2 separate regions of the Mus musculus genome follow, and region 1 is linked to region 2. The links are chromatin contacts, called in public Hi-C maps. All regions are on one chromosome and are shown on one strand. Each heading gives the region's core, a stretch centred on a gene start, on an enhancer-like site or on the middle of the called end of the contact. The rest is flanking DNA. Distances are from core to core; before and after follow the strand shown. Region 1 has its middle 9.7 kb from the start of Gm24152. Region 2 holds the start of Asph (aspartate-beta-hydroxylase).

Evidence for each region. Hi-C and Micro-C count contacts between places; a contact is called where the count stands out from the background.
Region 1: a contact with region 2 is called in a Hi-C map of the HPC-7 cell line, with 4 times the contacts expected there. The contact joins the enhancer-like site here to the promoter of Asph in region 2. A contact is called at or near these places in 3 of 39 promoter capture datasets (the HPC-7 cell line and macrophages), 1 of 15 datasets of contacts at CTCF or cohesin (the G1E-ER4 cell line), 5 of 484 Hi-C or Micro-C datasets (the G1E-ER4 cell line, the HPC-7 cell line, cerebral cortex and 1 more), 3 of 115 datasets of contacts at active chromatin or transcription factors (the HPC-7 cell line and embryonic stem cells) and 3 of 9 other capture datasets (adipose tissue, liver and pancreatic islet).

What each region holds. Positions count from the first base shown.
Region 1 is chr4:9,703,620-9,707,443 of GRCm38.p6, reverse strand. No RefSeq gene overlaps it. Among named protein-coding and RNA genes, the nearest start is that of Gm24152, 9.7 kb to the right of the region's middle. Within about 2 kb of position 1,878, at least 29 of the 459 cell types and tissues checked have an H3K27ac peak or open chromatin away from gene starts, as enhancers often do. A contact at or near this core is called in the G1E-ER4 cell line, the HPC-7 cell line and cerebral cortex, where this site is marked.
Region 2 is chr4:9,667,583-9,671,613 of GRCm38.p6, reverse strand. Asph (aspartate-beta-hydroxylase) reads left to right here and starts at 2,452. Exons shown (of 24, transcript NM_023066.3): 1 at 2,452-2,833. The coding sequence starts at 2,704.

The DNA.
Region 1 (3,824 bases), core at 629-3,128, 36 kb before region 2:
ATACACGTAATGTACACATGGTTTTATTGAGACTCAGTGAGGTAATGACTATGGGGCGTCTATGGATTGAGGAAACTAATATCTGCTGATAGCAAAGGTATGGGGAATATTCATAGAATCTAATTAGAAGAAGGAACCAACACTAAGAGATTTTATAATGACATTCTGTCCACTGTACCAGTTTCTGCGTGGCACAAGCAAATTCTAGCTGAGGCTAATTTTGGACTTGTAAACAAGGACACCTGTGCTACCAGCTGCAAAGCTTTATGTTATAGCTTGACTATGAAATACTCCCAACAGGTTCATAGAGTGTGAGCTTGATTGCTAGATAAAAGGCTTTTGGGACACGACTGCCTCCTGAGAAAACTGACCTAATTGGTGGAGTTGCTTCCCTCAATGAATAGATAACATGGTGGTATTGTAGCTGGTGGGTCTAGTCAGAGGAAATACATTGTAGTGATGGAAATACCTCTAGGAACTGTCATTCGGGGACTGCACCTGCCCTAGTGTCATATACTCCCTTCTCTCTGCTTTCTGTTTAGCACGATGGAGAGGAGAGCCCGGGGCACACAATGTCACAATCATGATTTTCTACCCAATCACACAAGGTCAGTCCACCACGGAGTGAACCCTCAACAAAGGTGAGCGAAAAATGAATCTCCTCTTCTTTTGAATTGTTCTGTGTGATGTTTGACCACAGCACCAAATGCTTAGTACCCTCGGAAATAGAGTAACCACTCCTATAAGAGTAATGGTCATTGTTTCTGGCACTTGTGACCATGTGAAATGAGTCAACACACTGAAGCGGTCTTGGTATAAAGCCAGGAGCCAGGAGCAGTCAGGAGCAATTGGTACCAATGCTGCAGTTATCACGGCTGCTGCTCTGGGTGGGCAGCAGGAGAGCCTGCCTGTGCTACAAGGATTCTAGCTTGTGAAACGCCTGCTGTCACTCAGAAGCGCGCCACCCACACGGACTTAAGCTTCTGCAAGCCCCTGAGGTCTCCTCCCTGTTCACGCATCCGCATCCCACCTCTAAGCACAATGTGGAGTTGTGCTTTCTTAGTTGTACGAATAGCTACTCATTACACGAATAGTATTATCTCTCTTATGTTCTCAGTGAGTTTTAAGTCCATTCACATCCATTATCGTCTTCCTACTTTTCTATCTGCACTGCCAGAGTCAAGTAAACTGAACTTAGCCTACAGAGCTTTTGATTGTGAATTGTCTGTCCTGCACCAACAACCTTCCAAAATTCTTATTTTTGTACCACTGAAACATCTCCTTATTTCCTTTGAGCTCCCTTCCATTGCTAAGAGAACAACATAATTGTGGATTTAAAGTAACTTGCAGAAGAAGTCACAGCAGGCAGGCAAATGCTACTGTTTCTGAACCTGGCATTCTCAGACTTGAAGAAGGAACAGTATCAGCAGCTCAGTCTCTAATTACAGGAAGCCCAGACATTATAGGGAACACAGAGTGATGATAAGTCTTGGTTCCGCATCCGTTTCTGCCATTCTCTGCTCTGTAAAATTGGGCACTTACATTTCTTAATGTCACTTGACTCCTCTGTAACGTGGTGATAACAACGTAACTTCTGTGTGCTCTTGAGGATGTTAAATGAGATAATTCAAATGCACACTAGCAAGCTGGCCTTTTGAAACATCAACAAATTATTTTAACTTTCACCTGTAACAAATACACATATTTGAACTTCGGATAGTAACAACACTTCCTTCATATCTTTGCTTCATTGCCTACGTGGATAATAAAATGAGTTTTGTTCTAAACTTTCTCCTGTTATGTGTAGCTCTGGCTTGCCTTCTTTATGTGATCTGTTTGATCATGTGTGACTAGGAAAAGACCAACAGAGTCTTTATCTCCCCTCTGCCACTCAATACAAACTGGCAGGCAAACGCTAACTTCTGTATTATGTGTGCAGACAAGGGCTGTACTAACCGTGCCCTGACCTGCTTCCCAGTATTCCTTTTAATCTCCAAGGGGAAAAATTTGCCCCCTCGCAGTTTACCCTTTCTCCCCTCTTTATTTCACCCCCCAAGATGAAATAAAAATTGTTAACTTTAATGTTCTCTTAAAAACACTGTATAAATCACATTAGGAAAGGAAGAAAGGAAAGAAAGTAAGGGAGGGAAGAAGAGAAGAAAGGGAAAGGAAGGAAGGAAAGGGTAAGACAGGGGAGGGGAGGGGAGGGAGATGTCTGTCTCTAAGAAGTGGCTGGTAAGCAGGATACCCAGAGAAGGTCTATCTGTGTGCACAAGCATATAATTTCAGGAATGCTCATTACTTGAAGATGACCCTTAACTTTAGTGGGGGCAATTTTTGTGCTCTCAAAAGTCACCTAATTACTGAAATACAAGTAGCTTCTGAACTGACGTGATGAAGAAGAAATTAAGAGTATTACCCATGAAGCACTTGTAAGTAGAGAGACAGGAGCTATTTTCACTTATGCAGTACTGGAGGAATCTGCAGTGGATGTGAGCTAGTCGCTGCACATATAAGTCCCTCTGAAGAGCAGAGAAGTAACTACCTGGTTGGGCTGAAGGAGTTTGCATAGTAAGTGTGACTCCTTACTGTCTCAGGCATGAAAACACTAAAAGATGACCAATTTCAATAAAGATGACCTGAATGTCTACTCAATTCCCACCATAAGGTCTACAAGATGTAAATGGGCTGATCAGCCTGGCAGTATTCTTCCCTTGCGGCCTCTCCCATACTTGGGGTTTCTTCCTTTCCCTAATAATTCAATTTTCATAGCTGCTCCCTCCTGGCTCACATTCCACTATTATCCTTGGGGTGAAACAAAGAAATCAGATGCTACTGGCTTGGGTAGTGGCAATTAACTGTTCAGACCTCTAGTACTCCAAGTTAGGGATACCAGGATCCAGGAAAGCCCCGCCGAACTCCCAAAACTCACATGAGCTTTAAAAAATTGTATTGGAGCCAAAAGTGGACTTGAAACCCCACTTTCCTCTGAGTACTTTAGAGTGGTCTTTGGAAATCTCATACAAATGATGTTTGTTTGTTTGTTTGTTTGTTTGTTTTACTTGGGATATGTGATTTTGGTATGTGTATGTATTTTGTTTGCTTTGTTATTATTGTTTGTTTGTTTGTCTGTTTTTTTGAGACAAAGTCTTGCAAGGGTATCCAGGGTTGTTTCTGATTTGCTCTGAGTTCAAGATGCCCTTGAACTCTTAGCAATCTTCTAGCTTCACCTGTTGAGTATTTGATTACAGATGTTCATCATGGCACCTACCTCTTATTGTTGGTATTTTTATAATTCATGCTAAGTGTCTTCTTTACCTTTTTATTGCAATGAAAAAAATTTCATGACCAAGGAAACTTATAAGAGAAAGCATTTGGTTTGTGTCTCATAGTTTCAGAGGAATCATAATGGTGGGAGTCATAGCAGCAGGTAGTCAGGCTTGATGCTAAACAATAACTAAGACCCTACATTGTGAGCATAAGTGTGAGGCGTTGGGAGGTAGCACTAAGGGTGTATGTGTGTGTGTGTGTGTGGGTGAAACCTCAAAATCCCACCCCAGGTGACCATACCTCCTCCAACAAGGCCACACCTCCTAATCCTTCCCAAACTGTTCCACAAGCTGCACACCAATTTTCAAACATATAAGCTCACAGATGTACTTCTTATTCAAACCACCACACTAAGGAAATTAAAGTTTTAAAATATAAATCAACCTTATAAATCATATCATTGGTATTAAACTCAATATTGTGTCTATCATTCAAACTTAATAGTACATTCAGAATAAGATTAAATATAGTTGATGTTTTTGCATCAAGAAGAT
Region 2 (4,031 bases), core at 1,203-3,702:
TAAAATCTCCAACGTGGTTTCTTATTGGATCACCGTGAAACTCTTTTCTGTAGGGCAGCCACAAATCCTGGTTTTGCTTGAATGAAGGTTTCTTAAGGAAAGGGGAACTAACTCTTCAGATTCCTGGAAGAATGGAGTGGAGATGTGACTATGTCCTATTGCTAGCAATACCAGACTTAGTTTCTGGACTGAAGGAACAAAGCCTCACTTTTCCTTGGAGACAGCTGTTCAAAAATGTAAAATCTAACTTCCCTAAACTGTGACCTATGAAAAGTGTCCACACTCAGGCCTCAGTCTGTCTTTGCAGGGAGGGTGTAGATGATCCCAGAAGCCTCTGCTGCAGGAGAGTGGCGTCAAGTAAGATATTCTCAACTGAACGGTAGATTTTTTCTAGGAAGGATAATTTGGAAGTAATTCTGCATGCAGTCTGAGTTCACATCCCCTCTCTATCACCAACTCTGGGACATTCATTACTTTAGCATTGCTGTGACTAAAATACTCAAAGGAAATCACTTAAGAGTGGAAAGGTTTACTAAGGCTCAGAGTTCCAGAGAGACTTTAATCTGTCGTGGCCAGGGAAGGCATAACATTAGCCCCCACTGTCAGAGGCAATGTGAACCCATGGCAGCAGGAGAGCAGGGCCTGGACTAATAAAATAACCCTCAAAGGTCTGCTCCTAGTGGCCTCTTTGGGCAGCCAGGTCATACTTCCTGAGGATTCCTCAGCTCCCCAAACCAGCACCACCAACTGGGAATAAGGGTTGTCTTAGTCAGGGTTTCTATTTCTGCACAAAACCTCATGCCCAAGAAACAAGTTGGGGGTGGGGGGAGGAAGGATTTATGCAGCTTAGACTTTCACACTGCTGGTTCCTCACCAAAGGAAGTCAGGACTGGAACTCAAGCAGGTCAGAAAGCAGGAGCTGATGCAGAGGCCATGGAGGGATGTTACTTACTGGCTTGTTTCCCCTGGCTTGCTCAACTTGCTCTCTTATAGAACCAAGACTACCAGCCCAGAGATGCCACCACCCACAATGGGCTGGGCCCTTCCCTCTTGATCACTAACTGAGAAAATGCCTTACAGCTGGATCTCATGGAGGAACTTCCCCAACTGAAGCTCCTTTCTCTGTGATGACTCCAGCTTGTGCCACGTTGACACACAAAATCAGCCAGCACAAGGGATTAAAACATTTGTGGAAGCTAGTTAAGATTGAACCTTTAAAGCATCAACTCTATAATAGTGTTTTGTGAGTAATTAAAATTTTTTATCTTGGGGATGGAGAGTTATTTATCTATTGTAGTTTAGATATCAGCACCTTCCATTAAGTGATATGGATCAGATTTGCCTCTCTGCCTCCCCCCATTCCCATCATTGTTTCCTGCTGAAAGAATGTCCTTTGTGGGCAAGAAGTTGTGTTCAAAAGAGAGGACTCCTGGGTGCCGAGGAGGCTCAGAGATAAAGAAATGCAGTAAGAATGGACGGCAGCACCCACCTTCATGGCTGTGTGAAAACGATGCCCTCTTTTTCCCTGTTCTGTGAGGCTCTTGGGTTCCACTTTTTTCCCCGGGCGGTACCCAGTATTCACAGCTGACAAGGCAGAGGCCAGTGGACCCTAATGATGGTCAGTGGTGGTTGAGGAAACTGCAGTCTCAGAAGGGGTCGTCCCACAGCAGTGGCTCACTCTGGGTCTTCTACAAGGGGCTGCTTCCAAGAACTCCTGGAAGATCTCGACATTGACAGCAATGTATTAAATCACCACATACTTCATGTTTTTTTGTTACCCACAGACACCATGTGGGCAATTGGTAACAAATGATCATGGTCTCTGCTGGACCTTGGCTGGTTCATCCAGCTGTTGCCATTTTTCTTTTGAATATTCAGTTCTCAATCCCGACGCAGTACACTGCATAAGCATAGGAGATCAATGGCTGGGGACATGAAGAAATTCTAGGTATTAGTGTGATGAGAGTGTTGTGCATGGTTAAGAAAATAGGGTTTTTGAGTCATGTTAACATTTTAATGTCTTAACTAAAGGTTCTCCAAAACTACTGATGGCACAAATCCTTATTTTTGACACTGGAAGGCTCAACAATCACAGTGTACTGGCGGAACTGTGGCAAATCCTTTTCAAAGAGAGGGCTTGCACCCTTGGTCGTACTTAGGCACCGGAACCAAATTCCCAAGAAGCCAAGAGGTGGTGCGCAGCTCTCGGGCACCGCCCTCATACCCGCCCCATCCCGTTGGAGCCAGAACACCAACGCTCGCGAGAGTCCTGCCGGCTTCCACGTTTGCCACGTTCCAGAGGATCCAGGCAGACTAGAAAGCCACAAGCCGCTGGGGCTTTGCAGTCACTGCGCAGCAAAAGACAAGCTTTGGCCTGAGGAGGGCAGGCGCGCGTAGCCTGCCCCGCCCCCTGCCAGCGGTCCTCGGGATTGGCTCGTGTTGGCGTCTTTCAGATCTGGTGGGTGGGCAGAGGCTGGCGTGGGCGGGGCCGAGGCCGGGGGGAGCTGAGCGCTCTTGGCAGCCTAAGGAGTCGCAGGCTGGGCGCACGCGAGGCTAACCGCGCGGCTGCACGCTGGTGCAAGTCGTCCGAGGCGCAGCGAGCGCAGTGGACGCTAAGGCGCTGCTACAGGAGTCTCGAAGCCCCGGTGTCCCTAGTGCACTCAGCAAGGCCCCGGTTCTCTGCAGTCCCCGGAGCAGCTCGCGATGGCCCCGCGCAAGAACGCCAAGGGCGGCGGCGGCAACAGCAGCAGCAGCGGCAGCGGCAGCGGCTCGGGCAGCGGTAGCCCGAGCACGGGTAGCAGCGGTAGCAGCAGTAGCCCCGGGGCTCGGAGAGGTCAGAGTCCCCGCAGGCCAGGCCCTGGCTGCGGGCGGGAGCCGGGTGGGCGCTGCAGGTCTGGTCTGATCCTACGTCCGCCGCTCCTCTCCATCCTTAGCGAGGCTCCTGTGTGCGCGGGGCGAGGCCGCGCTCACCGGGCGGGGAGGCGGAGGAGCAGAGTCGGCCGGAGGGGGACCCCTAGCACCAGCCTGCCCGAGCATTGGCCGGCCCTTTCTTGCCTTTCCTGATGGAAGCTGGGTGTAGAGGGCCCTTTATCTTTTTGCAGTTTTCGGGGCGCTTGACCCTGAGCCAAAGTCAGAGAAAGTAAGTTTCAGCCTGGCCAGCAGCGTTGAGGAGCGGCTTGGAGGAGTGTATTCAAGGGCCGGGATGAGACTTGATGCTTCGTTCTTGCAAATTATTTTAAGGAGTTTTGTTTAGTTTTCTTAATATGTATTGCGTTTGCCTTTTAAAATACAAAGGGACATCATAAAGTACTATAGGGATTTTCTCTGTGCCTCCTTTTTCTTTTCTCAATAAAATAAAATAAAATCATAACCCCCCCCCCCCCAAAAAAAAAACCCAACCAAACAAAAAACCCAAAACCCACAAACAAAAAACCCTACTGGTTATTCACCTTTCTTCTCCATGTGCTTAGCCAGCAGAGTGGAGAACAGATGTTTTAAATCTGTTTCGTGTCAGATTTCACCGGTTCTCGGTTTCTCTTATATTTCCTTTGACTCATATTTAGAATATTGGAACTGGAACACACATGTGTATTGAATGTGAGCTCTCAATATCACTGGAAATGATTTAGATTCTATGCTTTGGTCTATGGGCAGCTCATTATTATATGTCATATATAGATTGGATGATTATGGTTTTATTAGTATATGTCAGGACGATAGATGAGCCAACTATGGTTTTTCTTCATAGCACTTGCTGTCTTCATGTATATTCTGTCTTCATGTATTGTCTTTGTTTCACTCTCTTCTATTCCCCATTATCAACTAGAATAGTTCGTTTCCTTAATAGCTGTGCAATAAATATTTGATTAGAAAATGAATGAATAAATGTAAATGGGGAAAGTTAGGCAGTTAAATCCATTGTACACATTAACATTCTGAGAGCTGTTTGTATTCTTAATGGAAAGGACTCTATGTACACAGTTTGAGGTCCAAGGCCACTGTAGTAATTAATTCACCTCAATACCGGTAAA